2 separate regions of the Rattus norvegicus genome follow, and region 2 is linked to region 1. A link is a contact called in public Hi-C data. All regions are on one chromosome and are shown on one strand. Each heading gives the region's core, a stretch centred on a gene start, on an enhancer-like site or on the middle of the called end of the contact. The rest is flanking DNA. Distances are from core to core; before and after follow the strand shown.

Region 1 (2,755 bases), core at 19-2,518:
GATCTTCAAGATTATAAAGTAATTTCTGACCTTGTCAAAGTACCAGTTTTACAGCTTTACAATATTAGGGGAGTTTTTAAAACAGGAGTGAGGCTTCAATTATGAATTTATAGGTGAAGGGTATGCAAGCTGCCATTTGTTTCTAAGGGCTCACACACCAAAGAGAAAAGGTACCGAAATTACGTGAGGCTATTAATGCAGAAATGGAAATCGGCTTCCAGTAGCTTACTAGAGGCAAATGAAATTCTATTTAGGGCTAATAACAAGCAAACAATCCTCCACGCCGCAAAGGGATACTGAATAAGAATACTAAAGAAACAAGAGCCTCTTCAAAGAGATGTTCCAGCAAATATAAATTTTATAAGCTGTGTATTTAAGTCTTTCCCATCAGTCTCGCTATTTTTTTTTTTAACCACCGCATTTTAAAGTGAGCTCCGTCCGCATGCACAAATTAAAACCCGACAAAGGGGATAACAAGAAAAGCGTCCCGCGATCGACCGACCTAGCAGGAGCCACCAAGAAACCGGGTGCCTCCACACCACATAGCGGGCCAAGTAGCAAGAACCTACGAGAGCTCGGGAAGTTTTGAAATGGGCACTGACAGCAGACGAGGGGAAGACCGGGGAACGGCAAAGGAAAGGAATCACGGAGCAGCTACAGAGCCGCGCCGCGCGGCCGACGCGGCAGCTCGCCGAACCGCGAGTCGCCGGCTCGGGACGGGGCTCGACCCAGCAACTTCGCGCCGGCGCCCGCCGCGGGCCTCCCTCTCCCGCCCGTGGCCCGCCACCCGCCGCCCTCTGCCTGCCGCCGGCCACCCACCTTCCTTCTCGGCCCGCGCCGCGGCCACCACGAGGGTCATCACCAGGTGCAGCGCTCCCAGGAGGCCGGCGGCCGCGCTCCGAGGACCCCCGCCGCGGCCGGCCGCGGGCTCCAGCCGGGCCCCGGAGGACGCGGAGGCGGCGGCGGCGGCTGCTCCTCCTCCCGCCCGCTTCCCCATCCTGGCCGGCCGGGGGCCGCCAAGCTCGAGGTCCGGCGCGACCCTTCTCCGCGAGGTGACGGCAGCGGCGCGGGAGCCGTGGTCCGGGCTGTGGGCGCGGTGCCGGAGGAGAGAGCGGTTGTGGGCCCAGGGCTCGGGCTCCCGGCGTGGGTCCGGGTCGGTGCGTGCGTGGGAGCGAGAGTGTCAGTCACAGCCTCGGCATCGGCATCGCCTACGAAGAGCCGGAACGGAGAGGCCGCGGGTCAGGCACGGCAGGCGGCCATACTGGAAACGGGCAAGGGCCGCGGGCCCCGGCGCTGGCCTCTGAGGGGCGGGGCGGAGCGCAGGGGCCCGCCCCCTCCGTGCCAACACCTGGGCGGCCCGCCCGTTCGCGTGTTTCCCGAGGACTCCGTGAGCTCCGACTCCTCGACACGCCCTCAGAATCCCACGGGCTTCACCGACCTGACGGGCCGGAGCGGCCAACCGCACCCTGTCACCGCTGCGGGGCCCAGGAGGAGGAGGGAAAGGGACCCGGGCCGGCCAGGAGTTAAGATGGCGGCAGGAGCTTCACGGAGGCAGTGACGGCAGTCACAGGGGAGACGGGGTGGCCACGGTGCGCAGCCGCATTGGTGCGTGGGCGGGGCCCGGCCGCGCCTCCGACGCCGGGACAAACCCGAGTCTAGTGGTACTGCAATGTTGAAGCCTTCCAGAGGTCTGGGTAGGCATCCGGAGTCCAATGCCAACAGTCCGTGCCAGTGACTCCTCCGAATCGCCCCTCTGCTCCTCGATGGCCTTGACATGGGGAGTGTTCAGGGTCCGATTCAATTTCTGGCGGTGCATCCTTGAGAATGGGAACCCGCTCTGTTTACGTCTGTGTCTTCCAAAGCGTACCCAAGAGAGGCTTAATGGAATCCTCGTACCTCATGTTCACAGGAAACCCTTTTATGTTGTTTCTTTGCTTGTTTGTATTTGGAAACTTACCGTGTGTGCGAAAAGCATCAGTTGGGGAATGGTTGAGGAACGTGGCAAGGTGTGCCTCCCTAGAAGCCAGACTAGGTTTTCTCTATCTTGGAATGATTAATGTTTCTATGTACATACTCCTTTCAAAGGCCCAAATTAAACGTGGTGTGTCTTAGTCTTCTTTAAGAAGCAACCTCATGTCTCCCAGGTTAAAGTGTGTATATGTATCTGTGTGTCTGTCTGCCCTCTACGAGTCTTAATCTAGGCCATTTTGAGAAGGGGAAGTTATTGTCACAGTTTGCTAGCCTGGTCACTTCCCCCAAGAGCCTAGCCCCAGAGTCTTTTTTTGCTTTTCTCAGCTTTTGGTTGATTAGTCGGTCTATTTAAAAGGTCACATTTGCCTATTGCATGTCTTAGAACAAACTAGAAAAGAAAATGGAACTTCAGAAAGTCTTATTTTAAAAGATACTCAACGTCCTCCCTTCTGCTGCCGTCCTGTTTGTGAAGTGAGCATGTAAATTAATAATATATTTTGAAGGTGACCTCACCCCTGATGGTTTTTGGTTTGCCCCCCACCCCCACCCAGGCAGTCTCCTTCTGAAGCCTAGGTTGACCTAGAACTCACTGTGTAGCTCAGGCTGGAGTGGAACTCAACTATGTTCCTTAAAAGTCCGTAGAATACTGTGATTAGAAACATGTGCCACCACCCCTGACTGCTAGTGATTAAAAAAAAAATTTATGAATACTAGCACTAAATTTGAGTTCATTGTTTTCAGTTCTGGATCCAACCCAGTGCTTAAATTTTCTCCTTAATGTAAT
Region 2 (2,700 bases), core at 109-2,608, 320 kb after region 1:
TGGTTTTGTTTTTTGTTTGCTTGATTCTTTTTATGTCTTTTGAGTAAACAAAGATGTCCTTAGCTGACTAAATCCATTTTCCTACAAGCTCAGACCAATGGAGATGGTTGTTGTATTCAGTACGTTTCCTAGCATGACCAAATTATTTGGAGGGTTAGGTGAGGACCACACTGGGCAAGGTCTGGCTAGACCAGAGACACCTGGACACTCACCAGACAGCTGAGGGTGGCTGAGGGTGGTTGATGGGTGGGGTGATGTGGGATAGGAGGATTCGTGAGGGGGTGGTGGTTAATTTTTGGAGGCCAAGTCCCAAGTGCAAAGCAAAATAACTCCCCATGTGGCACAGCCTTGTGGAATTAGGGCCCCTGGGGCCTGGGAGCTGTATGTTCCCTCCACTGTTTCACAGGGATTTCTAGTCATTGGTGAATTTTCAAATGAGTAGAACAATCCAGAAACAACTACTGAGGCCTCATTTTAAATGGGGAGAGGAAGTCTCAGGCAAAGATAATCAAAATAGCAGAGAAGGGGCTGGAGAGATGGCTCAGCGGTTAGGAGCACTGTCTGCTCTTCCAGAGGTCTTGAGTTCAATTCCCAGCAACCACATGGTGGCTCACAGCCATCTGTAATGGGATCTTATGCCCTCTTCTGGTGTATCTGAAAACAGTGACAGTATACTCATATACATTAAATAAATAATTTTTTATTTTAAAAAAGAGCAAATGTGGAGATGAGTTTGCCATTGGTCAAGTTTCTGGCCTGCTGATTGGAAGAGAGAAGTTACTGTGTCAAGAGAGAGCACTGTGGAGAGCCATGCCTGGTCTGTGCAGATGGGGGCAGCAAGTAGCTGATCCTTGAGTAGTCTGCTCCTTTCCCCAACCCCCAATGTAGAAGGTTCCAGACTCCCTTCACCTGAAAAGGTCAGAGGTACAGAGGGCAGAGGTCCCTCTAAGCCCTGTTGTGATACCCAGCTCAGCACCTGCTCAGAGGCCAACAGAAGGAAACTGAGTAAGAGTTAAGGCTCAGAAACTGGAGGGGATTCAAACCATTAATCCTTATTTATCTAGAGGCCTGCATTTAGCCAAGTGCTTTTCCTCTCTTCCCCCAAGCTTTTTACCAGCCCTAAGTACACACACACAGAGTTTGTTCCTCATAATAACAATGTGCCCTGGTTGGGGATTTAGCTCAGTGGTAGAGCGCTTGCCTAGCAGGCGCAAGGCCCTGGGTTCGGTCCCCAGCTCCGAAAAAAAAAAAGAAAAGAAAAGAAAAGAAAAAAAACAATGTGCCCTGAACAGAGGGCTGTGTGCAGAAAGAGGCTTAGGGAGAAGTGGGTGGGGCTACTGGCACAGTTACCTCAGGCAGACCTGAGTCATCGAAACCACTCCCATTCCTGTGGTACTGCGGTCTCCCTGCCTCCCCGCAGGGCCTGGCCCATGGCCAGAAGGGATGTGAACACTTGGAGGAAGAAGTACCTAAGCTCCAGCCAAGAACACTAGCTTTCACTTTCCCAACCCCAGAAGCCACCCCATCACTGCCCCACCCCACCACCACCACACCCCCAACCCATCCCTTCACCCCACCACCTCACTCCCCACCCCACCACCTCACTCCCCACCATCCCACCTCTCTACCCTACCACCCCATTAACCGCCACCCCATCCCACCCCCAACTTACTACGAACCTACCTCCAACCCCCCACCCCACCATCACCCCATCCCCTACCCCAACACCATCCCACCCCTCACCCTACCACCTCACCCCCTACCCCACCACCTCACTCCCCACCATCCCACCTCTCTACCCTACCACCCCACCACCTCATCCCCTCACCTCCTCATCCCCTCACCCCCTCATCCCCTCACCCCTGCATGGAAGCCCCACTTTGCCTCTCTCCTGCTTGCCATCTTCCCCAGACACCGGCCAACCATTCCAGAATTGTTCTTTTTGTAGGAAATCCAATGTCAAGAGGTGACCCACAAGTCTGTGTAATTTCTCTGAGGAACTCATTATTACTTTTTGTTCTTTGTTTTTATCATCCGGGAAACCAAGGGGTTTCGGGAAATAAATCCTCTCTGTCTTAATACCCTCTTTCACTACACATTCGAGGATGCGAATTTGGAGTTCCCTTGCAGAGCAGTGGGGTAGCCTTCTCTATAAGGATGCATATTCTCTGCTACAACCTCAAGGTCCTGAGAACTGAGCGCCAGGGAAATGGCCCTGTTTTAAGGCCAACTTGAGCTAATTTCCAGAGAACCATCAGAGCCACAAGAGGAGGAAATTTCCTTCCTCTGGTGACCAGCCTCTTGAAAAGGTGACCAGCTGTGACTAGGTTCTGTCACAGATGCTGAGCTGACAGATGATTTGGGGTGTGAGTGTCAGTCAGGGTCCTGGGACTGTGTGAGTGAGGGTGGAATTGGCCCCCAGTGACCCCAGGTATGCATGGGCAAATAGATCTGTGGCTTCTGCCTCTTAGGAACACTGGTTGTCCTCACCAAAGGTCAGGGGAAACCATCAACATCAGAAGGAAATGGCCAACTGCTTGGCTTGCGGTCGACAAAGGGCCAGAGCTTGGTATTTATTTTCTTCCCAGTCTGTTGAACAGAACTTTAATCCCCTCCATGAAAGAAGGGCGTGTGTGGTTTGTATAACTTTGACAGCAACGCCATTGACTCAGATGACATCGATCAAGAAAAACAAAATGA

What was found. A called contact is a pair of places that touch in the nucleus more often than the background predicts.
Region 2: a contact with region 1 is called in a Hi-C map of frontal cortex, with 2.5 times the contacts expected there. The contact joins the enhancer-like site here to the promoter of Tmem131 in region 1. A contact is called at or near these places in 3 of 12 Hi-C or Micro-C datasets (Schwann cells, frontal cortex and mammary epithelial cells).

The regions. Positions count from the first base shown.
Region 1 is chr9:46,657,213-46,659,967 of GRCr8, forward strand. It overlaps Tmem131 (transmembrane protein 131), which reads right to left and starts at 1,269. Exons shown (of 41, transcript NM_001427652.1): 1 at 820-1,269. The coding sequence starts at 997.
Region 2 is chr9:46,972,608-46,975,307 of GRCr8, forward strand. All of the region lies in intron 4 of Cnga3 (cyclic nucleotide gated channel subunit alpha 3), which reads left to right. Among named protein-coding and RNA genes, the nearest start is that of Cnga3, 31 kb to the left of the region's middle. Within about 2 kb of position 1,359, at least 10 of the 93 cell types and tissues checked have an H3K27ac peak or open chromatin away from gene starts, as enhancers often do.